Regions from separate parts of the Danio rerio genome. Here region 1 is linked to region 2. The links are chromatin contacts, called in public Micro-C maps. All regions are on one chromosome and are shown on one strand. Each heading gives the region's core, a stretch centred on a gene start, on an enhancer-like site or on the middle of the called end of the contact. The rest is flanking DNA. Distances are from core to core; before and after follow the strand shown. Region 1 holds the start of timm23a (translocase of inner mitochondrial membrane 23 homolog a (yeast)). Region 2 holds the start of tepsin (TEPSIN adaptor related protein complex 4 accessory protein).

Region 1 (6,626 bases), core at 2,453-4,952, 220 kb after region 2:
ATAAGTGCTATAGGCAAGTTTCAGGTCTGTAAAGTCTAAGAAGGAAAGTATTAGTAATTTTCCTTTTTTTTTTTTGCAATTGCAGATTAGGAAGTGAAGTGAAGTGAGTTTACAGAACTCATAAAATATAAATAAGTAATATAAAAAGTATAAATAAGATCCCAGATTACCTACTACTTCCATCGAGATTGGGAAATTTGTATTGGGCACTTTGGGTGGTCTTGGCCATTTCATGTGAACTTTCACTTCTGATACATAACCCATAGACAGTATTGGGGGTATTAAGAATGTGAATAGGGTATATGCGGAGGTTTGCTAAAGGACTTTTAATTTGTCAGTAACCTGGGATAAATGCTTCTGGTGAACTGTTTGCCATTACAAAATCGGCAAGTTTAAGGTTTGTTTTCTTTAAAAATCAGCAATCTCCACTGGCTGAGTGATAACCGATATAGAGTGGGTCTCAGATTGTACAAGAAGCACTACATTCAGTTACATATTTCTCTGCAGTGTCTTTAAAATATGAACATTTATTTTACATCCAAATAATCAATAGAGCTTCTGCGCTAGCCTGCTAATCTTGATGGGTACATGCGAGTAAACAGCTTTTCATCCCGCTTTATGCTTGAGCAACCGAATGAATGCCAAAGTCTGTTTAACTGATTATATTTTATTTACATTACAACACTGATGCTGTAAAAGGAACTGTATAAAATGGAAGAAAGACACATTGACCATTCACTGGAAGTTTATCAGTATAGGAAGAAACACTAGCTGTGCATATTCCCAATTACAGGGCGTTTGGGGGGATTGACGCCCCGTAATTAACGCTCGATCACCCCCTGAAATAGGTCAAAACAAGTTGTATGGTGGGTCAGTTGTTTAATACTGATAAATATTTCACTTTGATCTGCATTTTAAATAATAATGTTAATAATAAAATAATAGATAACATTAATACTCATTTGACCACCCATATAACAGTTCAAACTATTGTTAATGTGTAATTATACCAATCATTCTATTAGAAAAAAAAAGTCTGAATGCGGCAGATCTAGAGCAACCGATCATCATGTTCACAAGACTTGTTCGTAAAATAGGGGTTTTTATCTATATTCACCTTGAAAATAAAATCAAATTATTCTCATAGTTTGTAGTTTCACCTACACTAACATCTGAAATAGCTGATTAGAGAAGTTAGTTTAGTTAATTCGCTTTTAAAAAATATATTGCTGAATTAAAATGAGTGTAGTCGCGTTGAATCCCACACACAATGGGAGAATGCAGGAAGGAAAACAGCAGAACATTACATCTCTGCTATAGACATATTTATTATTTTGAATACATGGAAGAAAAAGAAAAGGGGATTATCTGAATGGACTGTGATTTTACTGAATTTATAAGACAACAAAATAAAAGTAGCAAACGCATTGCTTTAAACATTCGTTAATCTTTATATAAGTGATGTATAGCTCTGGGGTCAGAAAGTTCTTAGATGATAATATTACCCAAAATTAGTTTTTTTTTTTAAAGGTAAATGAAGGTTATATAGTGTGTTGTTAATTGCAGAGCTTGTTTATTACAAAAATAAGAAAAAACTCTGTAAGTTCTGAAAGTGATTGTAAAAATATGTAACACATTTCTTACCTTAAAAAGTAACTAAGTAACGCAACTAATCACTTTTTTGGGGTGTAACGCAATATTGTAATGCATTACTTTTTAAAGTAACTTTTCCCAACACTGCCTACAGATATACTGATATGTCTTTTTATTTTAATGAAAATTCATGAGTGGCGACACAGTGGCGCAGTAGGTAATGCTGTCGCATCACAGCAAGAAGGTCGCTGGTTCAAGCCTCGGCTGGGTCAGTTGGGGTTTCTGTGTGGAGTTTGCTTGTTCTCCCTGCGTTCGTGTGGGATTTCCTCCGGGTGCTCCGGTTTCCGGTAAAGGTGAATCGAGTAGGCAAAATTGTCCGTAGTGTATGTGTGTGATTGAGTGTGTGTGGATGTTTCCCAGAGATGGGTTGTGGTTGGAAGGGCATCTGCTGCATAAAATCGTGCTGGATAAGTTGGCGGCCCTTTCCGCTATGGGGACCCCAGATTGATAAAGGGACTAAGCCGAAAAGAAAATGAATGAAAACTCATGAATGATCTGTTTAAGGTAAAGTCTAGATCAGATTCGCGGCCAGCCGGAAGTGCGATATGCACAATAATATTGCAGCATTTTTTTACTGACACTGTATAACAATAGTTTTACAGTACTGTGACGGTTGGGTTTAGGGTTGAGGTGGGGGTAGGTAATAAATAATAAAGTTTATTGGGTAATTTAATAGATAACATAAATAATACTTGTTACAACTACTGTTTTTACAATACTGTAACAGTTGGTTTAGGGTTGGGGTGGGTGTGGGGGTAGACGTTAATAAAATACAATAAAATAGAAATTTCATAAAATAATATAAATAATTCTCGTTAACTTCTGGCCCCATCCATATCCCATATAGCATCAACCTCTGTTTACCTATCTTTGTAGGGTCTCTATTTCCTGTTTTAAAGCTCGACAAAACGAGTTTAGTTGCAGAATGTTGTGTAATCAGCAGATCAGTATACTGTCTGGCTTTTTCTGAAAGCTATGATAGACTACCATTCAAATGTTTTGTTTACTTATCTGAATAAAAGGCTTTTTTTTAAGACACACAGAAGTGACAGAAAATGCATTGATAATGATGCAGAAGATTCTGTTTCAAAAAATGTCGTTTGTTAAACATCCTACATCAAAGAATCCTGAAGAAAAATACGTATTATGCCTATTATAACAGTTTCCAGTTTACATTTAATGGAGCTAAAAGGGTCATTGTTTGCAATAACGCACCATTAACATTTTTATATCAATTATAATGATGATGATGATAATAAGAGGAAGAAAAAAAAAGTAAAAAGTTTCAAATGCTTTTAATTTTTAATATTACTATCATTTTATTTTCATTTTGAATTATTTGCAGTCCGGTTGATGTTACCTCTGTCAATGAGCATAGAAGCACATTTTAACCTCTGCTTTTAAAACAAATATATTTTATTAATGCATGAACAACCTACAGAACAATGCTAGGAGTGTACATGTAGTAAAAAAGATATGAAGAGAATATTAAGACAAATATTAATACATATATTCAAAAAGTAAAACCAAGACATAAAATAATAACTAAAAGAACTAATTTTACAAATAATGCTGGGCCTTACTAATTCACAATAAGTTAAATGTGTTTTTACAGCTTAGTTTGTTTGTACTCTCCTCAATGGTGTTTATATAAATATATAGTTCCTTAATTTAGAAAAAAAAGGTTCTGACTGGTGAATTTATATTGATGGATATGAAACAGTGAGTATAATCAAAAGATTGATAATATAAGCTTCATTTTCCAACTTCTTATCAAGACAAAAATGCCTGTTTATGTTTGTAGATCTTTCCTCATCCCTTACGTCACAAAACACGGTTGGTCGCAAAAGGTTCTTTAACTAACTGGTGAATACCGTGTCTTTACAGGTCATATAAATAAAAACAACATAATTTGACAGCATAATTTACAATGACACATTATGTTTTATTTAATCTATATGTGATACGCGTTTATTTTACTGTTCTGTAATCACGCGAGTAACTTTACGGCAGTGTTACGTCAGTGGTGTCCTTTCGGTTTGCGGCAGGGTAGCATGTGGAGGTCAGAGATGTAGAAACGCTTCGTCAGAGAATAAAAACTTTAATTATTAAACATCAGCGTTTGATAACTCGACATAGTGTCATCTATGCGGATTTACATCAGACATTATTGAACACAAGGCTGTCGGTGAAGAGATTTTGTGTGGATAGTCTCCATTAGTTTGACGCGGGTCAGTAAGGAAGAATTGTAATCAGCGAAGCGGTATTAACTGTATAAGTGAATCTCCGAAAACATGGATAACAACACACCGCCACCGGGAGGATTTAAAGGAGGACTCGGGAGCATTTTTGGTGGAGGAACCCCTGAGTATTCAAACACTGAGCTTTCAGGAGTACCGTGTAAGTGTTCGGTGTTTAAAGTTTAACCTAATGTTAGCCAATATAACCTGAATATGTTTATGAAGTATTCTTTTCTGATACCGTGTAACTTGAATGGTTGTTACCCTTTATTCACAGTGACTGGAATGAGTCCTCTTTCCCCATACCTCAATGTTGACCCTCGTTACCTCATACAGGTGAGGTTCTGGAAGGCCACAGATTCATAAAAGTCTATTACAAGCGTTTGATCTAATTCATAAAACATCCTCTAGCCAATTAAAGCCTTAATTAGCTGAATTAAGGGGTTAACTGTCAATAAAATCAATACTATATCTAATGTTTTCTAGGGAAACAGTAAGTCAAATGTCACAAAAAAACAACAACATTGTTTTGTCCTACATAAACTAAGATCAATACATTGTATGTAATTATTACAAGTTCTGACATTTATGCAAAATGTTGTTTTCTAGATAGTTTTTTATTGTTATTATTAAAACCAGTTATTAAAGTTTGCCATATTAACAACATAGGAAGCATGTCACAAGTTGTCACTGAACAAATGTGCAAACATAAGACAAACTTACCTCAATATTTACAGACACCCGCTAAAATGGAATTAGGTATAATACAAATATGATATTATAATGTCAAATAATTGTTGCATATTTAAACTACAATCATTTTATGACACATTGAAATACTTTGTTTTTAGGACTAATGTGTAGTAAAAAACTACAGATTGGTTATTTCAAATCTTTATAATTTGCCATTGTTTCAAGACACTAGGTTTTACTTGTGTTAGTTATACATTGTCTTTAAAAGTTTAAAATATAATACAATTTAGTAATATCAAGTGTTGTTTTATGTATTTTGGTAAACAGAGTTCTGAATAAATGTTTTATGTATTTTTATAATACATGTACTTTTCTGTATGATGATAAAATTCCACTTCTGTTTCTTTTGAATATTTTAGTTTTATAAAGTCACCTTTTAAAGCTGTTTTGCAATGCTCAATTAATTTGGGACATGTATCTTTTACTATTGATTATATCAAATTGGAATTATAGTAAATTCAAAAACCTTCCATTTAAGAAAGCAATCCTTTTCTTCCTGCTGTCACAGGACACTGATGAGTTCATCTTGCCAACTGGGGCAAATAAAACTCGTGGTCGCTTTGAGCTGGCCTTCTTCACCATTGGTGGATGTTGTATAACAGGTAAGACCTTTTTTGTAGTCTTGATCAACCGTTTGTCTTTATTCATTTTAACTGGTGCTTGTTTCTTTAAAGGAGCTGCTTTTGGGACACTCAATGGTCTCCGTATGGGCCTGTCAGAAACTAGAGACATGCCATGGTCAAAACCCAGAAATGTACAGTAAGTGTGAATTCCAAAATATTTAGAAATTATTAGATTAGAATATTAGATGAACTAAAATGAAGATTACATTCGAAATGAAGATCAATTTAAGTCTTTTTTATGTATTTTTTTTATCAGGGGTTGATATAATGCTGATAAGAGGCAGCATTATTATTCAAATTTAATGTTCATGTATGCTGCCATGTACATAATGTGCGATGAACAGCTTTTTTTATTTATTTAGCAAGCACAACATGTGTGCATTTACACAGAAACTGAATTATGATAACACAAATTTTGTGAAACACGTGTTTACAAGTGCACGTTTTTGAAAACTTACCACTTTGTTAATTACAATTTGTTAATTTATTGTCTTAGTTAATTACAAAAAGATGTTTTTGTGAAAATAGTGACATCGCGTGTGCACGTGCGCGTGTGTGTGTGTTTGTGTGTGTGTGTGTGTATTTATATATACAGTTGAAGTCAAAATTATTAGCCCCCTTGATTTTTTTTTTCTTTTTTAAATATTTCTCAAATGATGTTAAACAGAGCAAGGAAATTTTCACGGTATGTTTGATAATATTTTGTCTTCTGGAGAAAGTCTTATTTGTTTTATTTCGGCTAGAATAAAAGCTTTTTAAAAAAAGTTTTTTAAATTTTTATGAACCTGTTAAAGGCCAAAATGATTAGTCCCTTTAAGCTTTTTTTAACTGTCTACAGAACAAACTATCATTATACAATAACTTGCCTAATTACCCTAACCTGCCTAGTTAACCTTATTAATCAGTTAAGCCTTTAAATTTCACTTTAAGCTGTATAGAAGTGTCTTGAAAAATATCTAGTAAAATATAATTTACTGTCATCATGGCAAAGATAAAATAAATCAGTTATTAGAAATGAGTTATTAAAACTATTATGTTTAGAAATTTGTTGAAAAAAATCTGCTCTGTTAAACAGATATTGGGTAAAAAAATAAGCAATAATTCTGACTTCAACTATGTATGTGTGTGTGTGTGTGTGTGTGTCTATATATATATATATATATATATATATATATATATATATATATATATATATATATATATATATAGAGAGAGAGAGAGAGAGAGAGAGAGAGAGAGAGCTTTCTTTTTTTTTATGCTTTTGGCAAACTGCATAAGCTACAACAAAAACTTAACCATTACCAAAACAAGCTTTGCTAGAGCTTTTGAGAGGTGGCTTGTTGCTGAAAACTTTACT
Region 2 (6,025 bases), core at 2,812-5,311:
GGTATGTGGTGCAACGGGAGATTCACATGGATGTGCAGCCGACAAACCTGCAGCAACTGCTTGACGCTATCATGTCAATATGGACCAAAATCTCTGAGGAATATTTCCAGTACCTTGCTGAATCTATGCCACAAAGAATAAAAGCAGTCATGAACAGAAACGGGGGTCAAACCTGGAACTAGTAAGGTGTACCTAATAAAGTGGCCAGTGATTAAATATGGTGAAATATGTTTCAGAAATGTTCACACACACACACACACACACACACTCCCAAAACAAAGATATCTCAAGACATTTCATATGTTTACTTCTTATTTTGAATAGAATAATTTACCGTCCTGAAAATATGCCTTTAAATATCTAAGACAAGTTTTTGTTTTTACATTTTGGAGGGAGACTTCTATAAATATTGCTAAAAATGTATGACTGACAAACACACAAAAAAAACTATAGATTAATTTGATGCACATTGCGCACAAAACCGATCATCCACATATAACCCTTTTCAACGTCAAGACAAGTTCCCCCAAACCCTTAGATTTTATTGCCAATTTGGCCCAAACGCAACCATTTCCACAAGACCATTCTCTTTCAATTAACACCTTGTAGAGCGCTGAAAACGTGTGAATGAAGCCCATATGACGGAAGGCCACAAACAAAGATCATGACTAAGCTAAAGCATTTTCTTCTTGATATACAGGTCACTGCTTTTCTGGCAACAGTTTTTTAATACCCGATCCGTCCCTCTAATTGGCTGCTTGAATTGTTTGTTGATCCCCAGTCATTAGTTGCTGCTTTTATGGCCCTTCTATCAATTAACATGTGGCTAATGAGGGTTCAGGTTGCGCAGGAAGGGTGTATTTAACAGTGGCACGGCTTTACATTCCATACGAGACGACTAGGAGCCCATAATCTTTTGTGGTGCCATTGACGTACACCCCACGGATACACATTAATCAGTCGGCCTTTCATGTTTCGGCCGGCTTTTGTTTGATTGGAAACAAACCCCCTAAAACCGCCATTTTGGATTTTAGGAGCGAGTCCAGATTTGAAGGTGGAATCGTGTGACGGTCAAGAGCGTCATAATGACCACCCATCATGTAGCACCTCATATCTCATTTCTCCCTCATCAATTACACACTCTGAACAACAGCGAATGTCTGCTTATCATTAGTCAGGCTCTTTTATCCTCATTCTGGTATATTGATTTGTGGAAAGGGGAGGGTAATGGATGCAGACGGTGAAATAATTCAGGCCAAACTGCCTCTGTATGTTATGTTCTATGTCTGAAGAAAAAACATTATTATTAGAGATTTTATATATAAAAAAGAGACTTTATTATAGATTTGTACACAATGGAGTTATTGTTTTGAGACATTATTGTACAGTACAGTCATGCATATTAACAGAGAAATGGTTCACTGGGAAATTATAATAATCTCCAACATAATATTCTTCACTTTACTGCTTTTTTCGCCTGCAAAAAATGAGAAACAATTAGTTATTGTCCCATTTTGACATCTGTATCAGATTAAGTTTATGATATATATAAATACATAGCATCTAAAATGGCAGTAGAGCAACTTTATTGATTCAAATAACTTGTATAATCAAAATAACATATCAAAACACGTTTAAAAAACAGCATCATCCTAAACATGTCATATTTAAATATTAGGGGTGTAACAGATCACAGTTAATCCGTGATTCATAAGGATCACAACACACGGTTCGGAACACACATGATCCATGGATTAATGTGTTTTTTACTGGTAGATTAATCCAAAATTTTAAATTATCACAGAGAGATCTAGCGTCTCACGTCATTCAAATCACATGTATGAAAGCATTTAGGCTTTTCTGTAAAATATAACGAAGATGGACTAAGTTGTGGTGGGTTATTCGGGATGTGGTGGGTTTTTCAGTTTATTAAAAGTGTTTTCTGTCACTTCATGTTTAGCCTGCATCGATGCATTCAGTGTAAGCTGCACGATTAATCATTGAAAGATCGGGATCTTAACACCCACGCAATATTTATTATAAATAATGGTGATTTGCATATATTCATTCGAATAGCTGCATTCAAATCTGAAAACGCGAAAATCAAGAAAGAGATTGAGTATTTAGTCTTTGAGTTAGTTTCAAACAGTAAAATAACACCGAAGTACTGGAATAACAGTTTAAAGTTTGGATAAAATCACTGATGTTTATGGTAGAGATTAAAATCACCATCATTAATGACGCTCAAAAATGAAAGTTGTAGGCAGCAATTACATTATTTAAATCAATAGGTGGCGACAACCAGGCATCAATAATATGCCACTCAGTAATTCTTCAAAAATGATGCATCCAGCAATGAAACATGAAGATTTACAAGTGAATAACTGAATCATTATTCGAAAATTAGACTAAAAATAAATATGGATTGTCCGAATTATAATGTTAGATTTATACTTTTAGAGTCATCAGCAACAGTAGTAGAAACTGAATTGTTCACAGTACTGAATATTTTACAATTTATTTTTATTCAGCTGATTATTTCTTCATTATATTTTTAATAAAATTATAGGTTCTGAGTTTTGTTTGTTAAAACCAAAAGTGTCTTGCAGTGCTGTTTTTGTAATAAATGGGAAGCAAATTACATTTGTCTCCCCTTCTTGGCTGATCAGAAAAAATGGTCCAATCCATGACTAAAAAACGATGTGATCCGAATCCTTAGATTTGGGATCCAATACACCACTAATATATATATATATATATATATATATATATATATATATATATATATATATATATATATATATATATATATATATAGTTTATGATTAGCCATGTCATGAATGAAACACAGTTATTATCTTGCTCGATAGTAATACAAAAGAAGAAAATGTAAGAAAGGAAATCACTCACAGCAGATTGAAAACAGCTTTTCAGTGCTTCAAATTCTTTGACGCACATGTTTCTGGTCAGCTCCTGTTTGCCAGTGGTTGTGGCGGCTACACATTTCCCATAAGCAGTGGCCTATTAACATAATTTAGTTTAATATAATATTTTATTTTTCAGGATTTGTTTATTAGGTGTGGGTTTGAGTGAAATGTTATTATTTGTTTTATTCAGTAAAGGTTTGATAACATTGGTTATATATTAAAACAACAACTGTTATTTAGAGAATTTGTTTTCAGAAAATTACAATTGGTCAAATAAGAAATTAAGTTATTTGGTGTGATTGAAAATAATGATCATTATTCCACCAATTATCGATTTCTTAACTTAAAACGTGTATTGTGCAGGCCATTTTTTTTTAATTCAAACACACAGGGAAGTTGTCAAATTGTGTGTTTGTGTGTATTTACAGTGTACATGTGCATAAATAAATAAATAAATAAATATATATATATATATATATATATATATATATATATATATATATATATATATATATATATAAATAAATAAATGTAAATGTACCTCTCCTGAGCACTGAGCCATCAGCTCTGGGAAGAGTCTCATTCTCGCTCTGCTGCGAGTCCAAACATTTGAACCCGACATAGTTCAAGAAATAAATAATCCTTTTATGGACCAGCAGAATCGAATTTTGCTAGGATTAAATCATTTTAAATCACTGTGTCAGTCAGTTATTCACAAAAGTCATGGAGATGTAAGCAGAGTGTATATTGAACATGGACAGCGCCATGCTGGTGACCTCTGAGACAGCGCGTGTAAACCCTCCCACTGAGGAGAATCTGGTCAATCACAGCGCTACTTCTGAACCAGAAAACATGTCGCTGGTTTATGATTGGTCATAGTTTTCTACGTATGGTGAGCAGCCAATAGCAAGGACGCAGACTTCAAAGACTTTTTCAGGATGTTCACGAAATCCACCCCAGTTTCACGTCCGCGTTTAGTCACGTGCATTTTAGTATCTACGGTTCATGTCAGTGAATCGGTTCCATTGAACAGCTCATTTTAAATAAGCAACCTAGTCGAACTGATTCAACTAAAAGAGTCGACTCACAACTCTGACCTCGCTGTGTCAAACGAGAGTGTCTGAGCTAAACTGAGGTTTCCTGTGGTTTGTGCGGAGATTCTCGCAGGCAGGACCTGCACGGTCATCCGCCCTCTGAGAAATGGTACACAGCCAGGCGAAAAAACACAGACTGCTCCATCATGGTTTCAATACTGGAACGGTTGGTCTTCCTACAAAAAGTACGTATCCGCGACACCGGGCAAAATAACGTCATTTCAGCTGTCGCTATCGCCAAACGTCATTCCTTACGTTGTTTATTCAATATCTGGCGATATATGTGGTCACTACACTGTTTACATGTACAAATGATTGATATTTATGTTTGTAGACGCTGGAAATGTACAATCAAATATGCCATGGTGTTTTGGACAGTGTTGTGGTACTTACTACTATGGTATTTTTGACATGTACCATAGTAATGACACAAGTGCAAATGGTCTGTGGTAAAACCAGGGTAATACTAAAACTGTTTGTTACATTAGTGTCATATTAATACTCTACGTTACATTAAAGTAACCTCAGTATTGCCATAGAACATTTATGGTATGGGTACTGACTGTACTGAAAATGTAAGAGGATTCAGAAAGTAATTCGTATTTATAATTAATAGTAATAATTAGTATTGGTTGATAAATGCTCATTTTTACTGATATTGTTATTAATAGCTTTATAAAAAAATATATAATCAGTAGATGAATTAGGGTTTATTATTTCTTCTGGTGTGTACTGCTGGGCGTTTTCTGCAGTTACAGTTTTAAAATAAAATAACTTGTCCATCCCCATTTCTCATCTCATTTTCATTCATTTTTCTGGGGCCGGGTAGCGGGGGCAGCAGTCTTAGGAGAGAACCTCAGACTTCTTTCTATTCTGACATTCCTCCTGCTCCTCTGAGGGGATCCTCAGGTGATCCTGAGGTGTTTCCAGGCCAGCCAGGAGATATAGTCCCTCCAGCATGTCCTGGGTCTTCTTCTAGGCCTCCTCCCTGTGGGACATGCCTAGAACACCTCCCTAGATAGGCATGCAGGAGGCATCCGAAACAGATGCCCGAGCCACCTCAGCTGACCTCTCTCGATGTGGAGGAGCAGTGGCTCTACTCTAAGCTCCTTTCGGGTGACAGAGCTCCTCACCCTATCTCTAAGAGCCACCCTGCTAAGGAAACTCGTTTTGGCCGTTTGCATCTGAGATCTTTACCTTTCAGTCATGACCCAAACCTCATGACCATAGGTGAGAGTAGGAACATAGTTTGACCAGTAAATCGAGAGCTTTGCCTTTCGGCTCAGCCTCTTCGTTACCACAACAGACTTGATACATCAACTGCATTACTGCTGCCGCTGCACCAATCCGCCCGTCAATCTCACCTTCTATCCTTCCCTCACTCGTGAACAAAACCCCAGAAACTTGAACTCCTCCACTTGGGGTAAGGACTTACCACCAACATGGATATGGTAAACCACCTTTTTCCGGTGGAGCACCATGGCCTTGGACTTGGAGGTGCTGATTCTCATCTCAGCCGTGTCACACTGGCAAGCAAACCACCCCAGTGCATGCTGAAGGTCTATGTTCGATGAAGCCAACAGAACAACATTGTATACGAGCCCGACCGGGCTTTCCCCGAAGGAGCGACGTAGGACCATCGTCCTCCAGGCCCAGCACTTGCAGGGGGAGCCGTAAGGGGCGGGTGCATTGTGGAACGGGTGGTGGTCGAAGGGTAGAACCACAGCAACACGATCTCCTGCCACAGAGATTGGTTCTCCACTTCATTTGTTTGCATTTTGTTTTTATAATCAGACTTAAAATGTATATCGATATTTTTATCTATTTTCCTGTCTTCAGTTATCGTCTTTCAGATATAAATACAGTAGTCAACAATTAAAGTGGATTAAAAATGTAATTCAAAATTGTCTTAAGGCAAGAGTGTTGTTAAATAGTTTTAGGACAACTTTGATGATAGGTTTTGATTCACTTCAAACGTTGATTACTGTAGTTATCGATATTTGG

Evidence for each region. Hi-C and Micro-C count contacts between places; a contact is called where the count stands out from the background.
Region 1: a Micro-C map of caudal fin shows a contact between it and region 2, with 3 times the contacts expected there. The contact joins the promoter of timm23a here to the promoter of tepsin in region 2. A contact is called at or near these places in 2 of 18 Hi-C or Micro-C datasets (caudal fin and hematopoietic stem cells).

What each region holds. Positions count from the first base shown.
Region 1 is chr12:36,953,291-36,959,916 of GRCz12tu, forward strand. timm23a (translocase of inner mitochondrial membrane 23 homolog a (yeast)) reads left to right here and starts at 3,703. Exons shown (of 7, transcript NM_001105598.1): 1 at 3,703-4,053; 2 at 4,171-4,229; 3 at 5,155-5,248; 4 at 5,321-5,405. The coding sequence starts at 3,948. All of the region lies in intron 1 of syt15 (synaptotagmin XV), which reads left to right.
Region 2 is chr12:36,732,705-36,738,729 of GRCz12tu, forward strand. It overlaps tepsin (TEPSIN adaptor related protein complex 4 accessory protein), which reads left to right and starts at 4,062. Exons shown (of 13, transcript XM_001919649.7): 1 at 4,062-4,206. The coding sequence starts at 4,168. It overlaps ndufaf8 (NADH:ubiquinone oxidoreductase complex assembly factor 8), which reads right to left and starts at 3,725. Exons shown (of 3, transcript NM_001303010.1): 1 at 3,469-3,725; 2 at 2,911-3,021; 3 at 1,314-1,477. The coding sequence starts at 3,549. The coding sequence ends at 1,457.